Linked DNA regions of Anas platyrhynchos: region 2 is linked to region 1. A link is a contact called in public Hi-C data. All regions are on one chromosome and are shown on one strand. Each heading gives the region's core, a stretch centred on a gene start, on an enhancer-like site or on the middle of the called end of the contact. The rest is flanking DNA. Distances are from core to core; before and after follow the strand shown. Region 1 overlaps LRRC75A (leucine rich repeat containing 75A). Region 2 overlaps LRRC75A (leucine rich repeat containing 75A).

The links. A called contact is a pair of places that touch in the nucleus more often than the background predicts.
Region 2: a contact with region 1 is called in a Hi-C map of skeletal muscle, with 2.2 times the contacts expected there. The contact joins two enhancer-like sites. A contact is called at or near these places in 2 of 8 Hi-C or Micro-C datasets (both in skeletal muscle).

What each region holds. Positions count from the first base shown.
Region 1 is chr20:5,831,711-5,837,308 of IASCAAS_PekinDuck_T2T, reverse strand. The region is part of intron 4 of LRRC75A (leucine rich repeat containing 75A); the gene reads left to right. Among named protein-coding and RNA genes, the nearest start is that of LRRC75A, 49 kb to the left of the region's middle. Within about 2 kb of position 2,163, at least 1 of the 8 cell types and tissues checked has an H3K27ac peak or open chromatin away from gene starts, as enhancers often do.
Region 2 is chr20:5,877,326-5,882,923 of IASCAAS_PekinDuck_T2T, reverse strand. The region is part of intron 1 of LRRC75A (leucine rich repeat containing 75A); the gene reads left to right. Among named protein-coding and RNA genes, the nearest start is that of LRRC75A, 3.6 kb to the left of the region's middle. Within about 2 kb of position 2,998, at least 1 of the 8 cell types and tissues checked has an H3K27ac peak or open chromatin away from gene starts, as enhancers often do.

The sequences.
Region 1 (5,598 bases), core at 914-3,413:
AAAATCTCAATGCTGGCTGGCAGAACTGCCAACAAGCCCCTAGCTCGGTTCCCATAATAACAGGGCGACCTTTCCTGACGGCTCTGCAAGCATCTGCAAACCCTCCTAAATGCCGCAGGATGGATTTTGTCGTCTCAGAGGCAGATTTTGCAGAGCCTCCAAAATGTCAGGTGCTGCGCAGGGGCCTTCGTCACCCAGGTTGGGACTGGAGCAGATGATTAAAAAAGGAACCCAGAGCAGGAGAAGACGTTTCATGGTGCGCTCTTAGCAAATGTCCCTTCTTTTCTCAGAAGGCAGCTGTTGCCAAGCTCCTGAATTAAACCTCAGAGTTGAATCCAAAGCAGAAGAGGAGGTAGAAGGGGACAGACCAGCGTGAGGATATTAATGCCAAAAAGAGAAGGAAAAGGTCTGTGGCTGAATTTTGGAGGGATCCACCAGTTCTCAACACTAGGGCAGTGATTTCTTCCCCAACTCCTTGGTTTTCTTCCCAACTTCTCTAGAGAAAACCTCAGTAGGAGATGATACAGACCCAAGCTGCCTCTGCTGGGTGTCCACCTCTGACTCTCCCATCGATGCTGCGTGGTTGGGCAGAGCAGCTCTTCTCACCTTCATGCTGGCCTCGCCTTCAGGGCGGGCAAGAAGAAAAGCCATGAGATGCTCTGCTCTGGGTCACGCTCCTTCTAATGTTGGTGAAATCTCTTGGAGAAGGCTCTGGTATCTTTCTGGGCTCAGCAACCCCTTGTTTGAGCTCAGTCTCCAGCCTCTTCCTCGATGCATCGCTCCTTCCAAAAAATGTCACATCGAAGCACATCGAAGAGCCATCCGCATGAAATCCACACCACAAAAACAGTTTGGGTCAAGCAAACCTTGTCTGATCCTGCCCCTCACTCCCAGAGAATCCCAAGATGAGGAATATAGCCAGGAGAAAACGTGATGAAGGATGAACTGAAGAAACCGTTTGCTGAGCTTGTTTTGCTAGAGCTGGCAAGCTCACAGACTATTTTGTGAACAATACCATATGCTGGGTAATAATTTGAAATAATTGAGTCCTGTGGGGGTGTGTGGCCTTGTACCACTTTCCAGGCTCCATGTCACCTCTGTTTTGTTCCTGGCAGAGGAGCTTTGCCCATGCATGTGCAGCCTCTCAGCTAAAACCTGCTAAAACCAAGCGAGTGTCCCCGAGGGAAACGACGGATGAAGAAACAGGTACCTCATTAAACAGTAACAACATGTTTTATTGATGTTTTCTGACGGTAATTGACATTTGAGTTCAGCTCATTGAGCTTTTAATCAGAAGATAATTTACCCCGTAGGAAGGAAGCGTATTGATTCCCTGCCTCCTCGTGGGAGCAGTGTTTATGTACGTGGGGCGCGTGGTGGGATTTGTGCACCACGGCTGGGGCGGGGAGCTCCCTGCTCGCTGCTTTTGTCCCGGTGATTCGGGCACGTGGATGGATGCTTTAATATCTGCTCCCAGCCTAATTCATAGGAGGGTGAACGCCAGGCAAGCAAGCGGTCTGCTGGCAATGCGGGTGTGCAGAAATGAATGGTTTAATAAGGAGGATTTGCTGATGATGCCAGAAATTGATGGCGCGTTGAGGAATCTGCCCAGCCGCAGGTCATGGGCACATCTGATTCAGATCCCATGTGCCAGGCAGAAAAGCCCTGCTCAGTTTTCATACAAATGGGTGAAAGATGCTCTAAAAAACGGCATGATTCCATCTCAGGGGCAAAAGCAGGGGTAGCTCCCCAGTGTTTGGGGAATGGGGAGAGATGGGGGCATTCCCAGAGTCTCAGGAGTGAGCCCTGCAGAGGGGTGCAGGGAGCTTAGGGCACTGTGTGGTGGCTCCAGAGGGTCATGCAGTGGTGTGGTCACCTTCAAATCCTGCCTTTGCCCCGTGCTGTGAACTGCACTGAAACCTGAAGAAAAATCTGTCGCCTGGCTTGCACCCCAAATTTCATCTTTTTTGCTGGATTGTAGGTTTGGGGTGGGCTAGGACCCCATGGGGACAGAGGGCTGATGGAGCGAGAGGAGCCGAGCGGTGCGCCGTGTCCTGTTTCCCTGGGGGTCCTCGCAGAGGTGACACAGCTGCTCTGTCTCTGCTGGGCAAAAAGGATCTGTGAAATGCAAAGAGCCAAGGTCTTGCAGATAGGAAGGCTGCCAGCGGGACGTTTGGTGATGGCTCTCAAATGGCAGGGACTGTGATTTCTGGCTAGAGTTCAGCGCGTGATGATCCGACACTGTGCCATTATCCCACCCTTTCCACCTTCGAAGAGTTTTGCAATCATTAGGTGATCTGCTAAACCTCTGGATTCCTCTGCCTCTCTCCCTTTTCTTCTCTCCACCTGGCTCTCCAGGAACACCCCAGTACAGCCCCATGCCTGTGTTTGTATTTTTGCATCCTCTTGGAACAAACAGACTCCAGAAACCAGAGATCACCCCGCTCCTCCTGGCCTCGTCGCATCCTGCTGCTGTTGCTGGGAGCGCTTTGCCAGAGCGTGGCCACTGACTTTGCTGCTTTATGACAGTGATCTTATCATTTAAAAATAAAACTAACAATCCCAGGTTATCTCGTGCCCACAAGGTGAATGAGCTGAAGGTGAGACTTGCTCTGAGGGCCGTGTCCTTGCCCTCAGGTGCACGTTTCTGTGCCTGCCTGCAGCAGGGAGTGACCGGCACTGATGCAAGGGGGACTTTGTCTCCCCTTCCCAGGCTCCTGTGCACATCACGAGGCTCCCAGGGGTTGCGGCGAGGGTCTGAGAACCCACAGAGAACCACATAAATACTCCAGGCGCTGTCCTGGAGACGCTCCTGCTCGCCTCCGACAGAAATAGCGAGCGTGCTGAGCTCTGCTTCCCGTGGGACCCGGCGCGGTGCGGCTGAGAGGCAGGCTCCGCCAGAGCCTTGTTGGGCTGGGAAAATCCTGCGTGATGTCCTACATCTGCAACATAAATAACCCAATGTTTTACTGCTGGCTTCACCCCGGAGTCCAGTGAACGGCGAGCGTTCCCCTTTAGATAGCAGCAAAAGCAGGCGCCGGGCTCCGACCTGCGGTTCCCAAGGCAATTTCCCCCGAAAAGTGGCTGCTGCTGTGGTTTGCACACCTGGGACAGGTTGGGGCTGTCAAGACGCAGTGGCTGAGGTGTTGTGGTGAGAGGTGACACGGAGGCACTGCACCATGTCCTGCACCCATCGCCCTGCAGCTGGTGGAAGGAGCCAGGGGGGTCGGTGATTAGCAGGGTCCTGCCCAACACTGCAGTGATTTCTGCCATCAGGATGGATCCCACAATACACAGCTCTGTGCTCAGCACCGTCCTCGTGGCTCTGCTGCTGTCTGTGGGGTGAGAAAACCCTGTTGGGAGCACGATGGGGCTGGGCATTGCAGCACAGGGTGCAGACCCCTGCTGATCCCCCCCCCATTCCCCTCATCATTTTGACTGCTGCTCATTTATCCTCTGCTGCCGGAGCCAAGCTGGGTGCCCTCCAGTATATCTCGCACCAGATTTTTATATTCCTTTCTGCAATTTCCCTTTATCTCACATGCTCCCCTCAGGGCCATCTATCACCTCGAATTTTATTGCCTTTTTTAATTGCTTCTCCGAAGTCCAAGTGTAATATTACTCCCGAATCTTCCTGAATAACTTCCTGAGTCACTGCGATCCCATTCATCTTGTACTCCTGGCTCTTTTGATAAGCCCCATTGTACATTGCTTTTCATTTCGGCGTGTCAACACCGAATTCGACGCATTGCACTTTGGCCTTTCGTCCAGGCAGGTGTTGAGCACTTCTTATGGTGGTATCTGGGTTGCAAAATTGGTTTCCATTTCTCTTCATTTCTACAAATTTCCGCTCTCGGCGCTCTGCTACTGCAGCAGCATCACCAGCTCCTAATTTAGGCTAGGTCAAGGCAGGGTTTAATTACTGGGGTCTTCATCACCCTGTAATTGATTGTCCTAGGTGAGTTCTCAGTCCTGCATCAGGACGGCCAGCATGGCCTGAGCGCTGCCAGGAGCAGCTCTCACCTCTCCCCTTTTTGCATTAAAACAGCTTTTAGGAGTCCATACAGAGCTTCTGGACAGACTGAAAGGTTTAAAAAAAAATTGAATGGATGTTTTTGCAGGCAGCCTTGTGGTGCTTGTACGGAGCGGTGTGGTGCATGGTGCTTTGACAGCTCTGCCAGGGTCTCGCTGGCTGTTTGTAGGTCCGTGGCCCAAATCCTGCACCCCCCGGAGCTGACTCCACCACCAAGCACCCTTGTGGAGTGGGAAGTTGGGAGCTGGTTTATTTTTGTTGAATTTCAAGCCTCCTGCTGCTCTGTGGATGGCTGGAAGGGGACAAAAGCAGAGCTTGGGACAGACTCTGCGGTCAGCTCACCACTGGAGCCGTGCTGAGAGAAGGGTCAGCAATCCCAAATCTGAATTTCCCATGCCAAAAAAATGCATTTTTCCTGTAAGAAGGTAAACGCCTCTTCTCAGAGAAGAGACCTTCGTTCTATTCCAGCTGATCCTTTCTTGGCCTTGGGAATTGGGGTAGGATCCAGGGGATCAGCCCAGAAACAGGGAGCCCTGATGGGAACACCCTCGTTCTTATTACACAGGGGGGTTGGAGCCTTCCTGGTCCCGCAGGAGGAGGTCGATTTGCTGGAGAAAACTCCATCAGGGCTTCAAAAGGCAAATCTGGCGCTGCTCGCCGGGGTGGCTGCTGGGCAGATGTCTGCACGCAACAATAGGCTGCGAGTTAGCCCCGTGCTTTGAAAGGGGAGGAGAAAAAAAAAAGAAAAAAAAGAAAACCAGAAACCCATTAGATGACCTCAGCTCCGCGTGACTACATCAAAAGGGAAGGCATCGTAAATTCGGCAGTGCTGGCTTTATTAAAGCCTGGGGCTGGGGAGCAGGGTGAAGGGAAGGCCCGCTGCGGGGCTGCAGTCATTATAGAGGTGTCATGGAAAAGGGCACAGGTCACCCAAAACTGGCTGGTGACAAGCCCGGGGGCCAGCTCAAGGCCACTTTGAACGCCAGGATCCTGCTGCGGGAGGTCAGGCTGCTCTCCATCATCTGTGTCCCTGCTCAGCCAGACCGAGTGCCCCGTTTGGGTGCCACCTGGGCACCGAGGGGACGTCCCCGCTCCGAGGCTGCCCCTCTACCCAGCCCGCCAGCAGCCAGGATGCTTTGCTCCATGCACATAATTGTATGTACAAAGATGTAAAAGTCACAGTCTTCCAAATTAAAAAAAAAAGTCACCACCAAATGCATCATGCTTTTGGCTTCACCCCTCCAAATGCTACTGAGCCATTTAACATGGTAAGGAGGGACCCGAGTGCTGAAACCTTTCTCTTCCCTTCTGCAAATATTTCTTTGCTGAGGATTTTCCATTTCGTGTTTGCAGGTAAACAAAGGGGGAGTGGGTTTATTTTGTTGCCATTCCCTTCCAACTCCAGTTTATCCTTTCGTCAGCGTGGTTTACTGGGGGCTCGCTCTCCTTGGCTGCGTGCTAATTTGTAATAATTGCTCTGATGCGTGCCAAAACCCATTTAAGATGATCTGTCTTAGGGCTTCCTAGAGCATCTCTCACTGTTTTATGTTTTCATGCTACCGAGA
Region 2 (5,598 bases), core at 1,749-4,248, 45 kb before region 1:
TCCTTCCTCTGGTGATTGCCAGATATTGTTGTCCCCTAAAACAAGGGGTTTTCGTTTGGGAAGAGACGGAATATTGAATGACAGCAGTCTTCCAGCCCTTCCCCTGACATTCCCAAGCAGTTTCTCAGCTGATGTGCTCCTTTGGATTTGCTCAGTGCTCAGGTTCTTATGCTGTGCCACCCACCTGGTGATGTGCTTCCTCTCCTTACCTCCACCTGTGCTCCCAATAAGTAACCCACCGGCCTTAGCACTTCCTTAGCAGTAGGTGCGTGGTTTCCCTTGCGCAGCATCTGAGGCCACAGATGCCCTTTTCTAATTAGAAACAAACCTCTTATGCAACAGAGGCACTGCGGCGTTCCCAGGGCTGGGTGGTAGGGCTGGAGATGCTTTACCTTGCTCGGTTCTGTTCCTGCAGGTTCCCATCTGTCTGCTGTTGCTCAGGGAAAGTCTGGGAAATGGGCTGGTTTTCCTGGGTCTTGCTCCCATTTAAAGAAAAGGTAACAGCAGGGAAATTGTGAAGAATAAACTGGGCTTGGGGATCTTCCCCACTGCAGCCCAGCCTGGTAAGCAGCTGAGCAAAGGTCAAAGCCATTTGACAAGTTTGTCCCTGTTGTTGGTTACAGGGGGTATAGAGGAGGCATTTGCCTTTCTCTGTTGTGGTGGTTGTAAATATCAGTGCCCTGGGGCTGCAGTTGGTGCTACTTAATGAGTACGGGGTCCATCATAATTTGGAATTGCTATCAGGTGGAGGGGGGCAGTGTTTCCAGGAAGATGGCTCAAACCCCTGCTAGCACCAACGCATCAATATCTCGTGACTAGGACCTGGCTCCTGTACCTAACTTTGCCCTGAAGGCAACAGCATTTAGAAACCTAGCTGCAGCTTGTTTGTTTGAATATTTGAACTTTTCCCCATCTCCTGTTAAAAATAAGGCCACAGTCCCTGTGTTTCTTGGCTGTGGTGGATCAGGGAAATCTTTCTCCCCCTGCGTTGGATCTTGCCTGAATGCACACGCAGCTCCTGCTGGCTGTTAGCAGGAGAGCAAAGCAAGTGAGGCAAACCCCTGGCACACCGTGCTGTGCTCCAGGAGCACAGCGGGCTCGGAATTATTTATGATGTTCCATTGTGCATGAATAAAATGTTTTGTAGGAACACAGGAAGCCTCCATCATCGGAGATGTCCCAGCAGTGCCCGCTGCGAGCAGGCACTTTCACGAGGTGAGGTGCTGGCTGCTCCCTCGTGGTCAGAGCAGCGTGGGATTAATGTCTCGCTGGCTTCTTATGTGCAAGAGGGACATAGACTAGACCCATTCAAAGCAGTTTTTCAGCAGAAAAGCTCCATCCACCCAGTGGTTGCCCAGGCACGATTGTGCATGCACAAAGCAAACGAGTGACTGTGGAGCCAAACCCTGGCACATGAGGCACAATTATCATCTCCAAGCCTGGGCACAGCTGGAGGCCAGCAGGGACCCCAGTGTGGGTTGGAGCAGCCTGAAAGCTGCTGTGTCTGAGCTGAGTGACTGGAGGAAGGAGTCCCCCAGCATCTGGGGCTGGAGCCCAGAGCAGCTCAGGCTCACTGTGACTCCACGCCAGGGTAGCCAAATGTGTTGTTGCAGACAATGGTCCCCTGGAACGGTTGCCCTGACAAAGTCAAAATACTTCGAGAAGCACTTCCTTCCCCTTCACTGAAAAACTGGAATCTGAGCAGATCTGCTGCAAACTGAATATGAGCAGGCATTGAATAATACGACCTCGAGTCAATGCGCCAGCCGCTGCAGCATCACGATTTCCCCTTGAGTCATTTGAAGCATCATAGCAGCAAATAGAGCTAAATTTGAGCTAAAACTCGTTTGTGGCTCAATAACCAAATCCAGGCTTTCCTGATACGGGCTGGGGAGGTCGTGGTGAGGCTCCTGGGAGATGGAGCATGCTGTACAGAGGGGGCTTCTCCCCCAAGTCCTTCCATCTGTGGCTGGGTTGTGCGCTAAACTCCTGCAAGACATAAGTCCCTTCAGCCCATCTGGTGCTGTGCTGATCTGGCTGCTTACAGGAATCTCTTAACTGCTCTGGATTAGAGCTGAAGGGTCTTTATCGAGGTGTGGGGAGCATTAGGCTTTGTGTGCTGATGGGGATGGGAACAGATCTAGCAGGAGGTTTGCTTCTTGGCCTGAGCTGCTGCGTACGGAGTTGGTGGCGAAGAATACAGACAGCAGAAATTTGCTGAAACCAATGTTTCTGGTAGCATTGAATCTTTCTGTGTTTCAGCTTCATAACCCACTTTGAGCAGGAGGTACCTGCAGGTCAGAAACTTCAGTGGTTTTGAAGCCACCACTGTGTGCTGGTGAGACCTGGGCACACTCCTGCTTCTAGATTTTTCTCTGCTGCCATGCTTAAGGCAAGACAGTGAAAAGCTCTCTCTGAGGCCTCAAAATCTCTCAAAGGAGAGCAAAGAGCATCTTTCATTGTGTACAGGCATGGTCTTGCGTTTGTAGGACCTTCTAGCCTAGAGCCAGCTCTGCTGTGGTGTGAGCAAGAGGCTGCTAAACGGAGCAGGAACTGCTACGGGCGCTCTCAGTGCAAATCCCGTGGTGTGAATCCAGGATGGCCAAGGCTTGTGATGTTTGCAGACAGCACAAAGTCTGCTATTTCTGGCCGTATTTCCTGAGAGCAGCTTGTGAATTCTCCGTGTTGCTGCAAGTGTGATATCTCTGGGAGCTTCTGCGTCTGTGCTGGGACAGCCCGGGAGGACCTCTGCATCCTGCTGGAGAGGTCTCGCCGGTGGGCTCTGTCTCCTCGGGGCTCTTGGTGGTGCTGGCAGCGCTGCTGCCTGCTTCTCCCAGCTGGATTTCATGTGACGCATGGCTTTGCCCATGGTTTCGCTGATTGCAAAACCAGAGGGTACCTTGTTGCCAAAAGATTTTGCAAAACATTCCTCCGTGCTGCTCCGTCTGCCGGGGAGAGGGTGCTTTGTTCATTGTTCTGTTTATCCAAAATAGGTCGCTTCCAACCACAAGCATCTGGGGCTTTTGCTGTTGCAGGAAGCTGCCAATGCGAATGCAACCTTCGACATGCCTGTGAGCAAGCTCATTCCTGGAAATGGGAAGATCTCCATTAAAATGACTCTGTCCATCACACCACCCAAGGTTCTCCAGTAGGAGCGTGCTGAGCATGGATCGCTTTTCATTCTGGCCAACGAAAGTGTTTGTTTCCGTTTGTTTGTTTGCTTTAACCTTCTGGGAGGAGATGCCAAGGATGTGTTAAAGAAATTTAATTTAATTTCTCGTACTTCCAGAGGTGCTGAAACCAGCGGGTGAATCACTGCTCTGCTGCGTGTGGGAAGGCAGGGCTCTGCCGCACCAGCACGGGCGTCTGAATGGGGCCATTTTAGAGAGTGACGTGAAGAAAAAGGAATTGATTTATTTACTAACAAAGCCACAATGGAAGAGAACCCCCCTGTAGTGCCAGAAAGAGCATTTAAGATCTTTCTGTCTCTGGGTTGGCTCGGTGTGTGTGTTTGGGGCTTTTTGCCTCTCTTGGCCGGAGCATAAGCTAACAGTCAGGGCTGCTGGTGGAGAGGGCATGTACACTTCTTTATCTTCTCCCTTTTTTTTTTTTTTTTTTGTTCTTTGTCATTTTTGGGGCTTTTCTTCTCAATCAAAGCTTTGACAAATGCTGCTGGGCACCCGAGGCAGGCTGCCCTCCTGTGCTGCAGGGCCCTGACCAAGGGGATTCCTAAACTGTGGTCAGCTCGGTGGATAGAAGTAGCTCAGCTATCCTTGCCCACCACAGTGATTCACTGCAGCTGAGTTTAAAAACAAAAAGCAAAAGCAACAAACAGTTGTACCTCTCACCTTGCACAAATCTCGCCCGCCTCAACACCTTGGTGCTGAGGGACTGGGGTTTGTATGTATTTCCATTAAAATTCATGACACACACTGAAAATCGCGGTGAGACTAAACTCTGTTCATGAAGAATTTAAGACTGCTGCTTCTGGTCAGGAAATGCCTTGCTAGGGGGGCACGGAGAGAAAGCAGTCTCGAATAAGAAACGCAGCTGTATCTGCAGTTGGGGTTTACAAATTTAAAAGGAAAAAAGAATTGGCACCTCGTGATTCAGGTCCTCACTGCAAAACCTCCCTGCCCTAAGGCTGAGGAAATGGGAGAGCCCCTGATAGGGGCAGGATCGATGAAACCAGCAGGCAGGGGTGTCGGTGCAGGGCTGCTGTGGTTATTCCATGGCACTTGTGCATCTCCGTGTATCGGTGTTGATTAAATGAGTGGTTGGAAGGGCTTCTTGGGGGTGGCGAGGTTTGTAAACCTCCCTTGGCTGGCCAGGAAGAAGGGCAGGGCTCGGTGTGCCCACTGTGATCTGGGTGAAAGCCGGCGGTACTCCCTGCGCTGTGGCTTGAATCTCAAATACGGTGACTCGGCGCCTTCTCTGCAGGTACAGCTGGAATTCAAAGCACTCCTGGATTAGTTCAACACTGAAGCTTGTAGCGAGAGGGAGAGCTGCGGCATTTAGCTTTGATTTGATTTCTTTCTTCTTGAACCTTTTAAGACTCTCAGGCTTGAAGCTTTCCCTCCTGCCCCCAGGACCCATCCATCTGCTTATCTGCAGACCCCAGACAGCTTCGCTCCTGTCCTTGCCATCAGAAATACCCCTGGTTGTGTCACTGGATGTCTTGAGAGCAAGAGCGAGGACCAAGGTACCTGGCACTGGAGCTTTCCAAAGGTTTCATAGCTTTTTCCTACTATTTATGGCCAGGGCCATCCCATGCGGTGGCTCAGGCAAGCCTGGTGTGGCTGTTGCCTCTTGTGTATGTGTAGGTTGACCTTCCAAGGCAAGAATGTGGTCAAGGTGCTGTATGGCAATCCAGCCTCTTTCCCTGTAAGTAACCTTCAGCACGATCCAAAGAATCCCATAGCTTTTCCCCAGGGAATTGCCTAGGGATAGGTTTGCTCTAGCACTTGGGAACCTGACATTCTTGTAAATCTGGGCTTCAAATGTCTGAAAATGCCAGAAGAAGTGAACGTGCATTGGCAAAAGTTATTTCAGGGATCTGAGCTCTTCTCACAACCACCTGGAATTCCTTTGAAGAGCTCCAGGTCTTCTCTGGTCGCTGTAGGCTCTCCTAGGTCTCCTGTTGATTTGCTCCCACTTACAGAAAGGGCGAGACCGGGAACATTTAGTGCAAGATCCCAGCCACGCGATGTCTCACCCGGTCCTTCAAATAGCAATTTTCACCCAGCTCTCCCAGATTTAGCAACCTCAGCTTCTTATTGAGAGAAGTAAGCTCTGTGCTCAACAAGCCAGGGCTTTTCTCTAGATCAGGGCCAAGATGTAAGCAGGGAAGAGGCTTTGAGTTTGGTCTGGGGTGCTACGATCTGGCACTTGGGTGGGCTTCGTTCTCATCTGTCCCTTTGAATCGTTTGGGGGCTCTTGCTTTGGAGAGGTGCGTTCTTGGGATCCCTTGGCAAGTTGTTGACGAGCTGTGCAGTGGTTGCTGTTGTCCTTGTCCTGACGATGCAGAGCCCTCATAACACCGCTCCAGGCACCATGGCACGTTGGCAGGGGGCTCTTGTGCCGGGTGTGGGGTTGGAG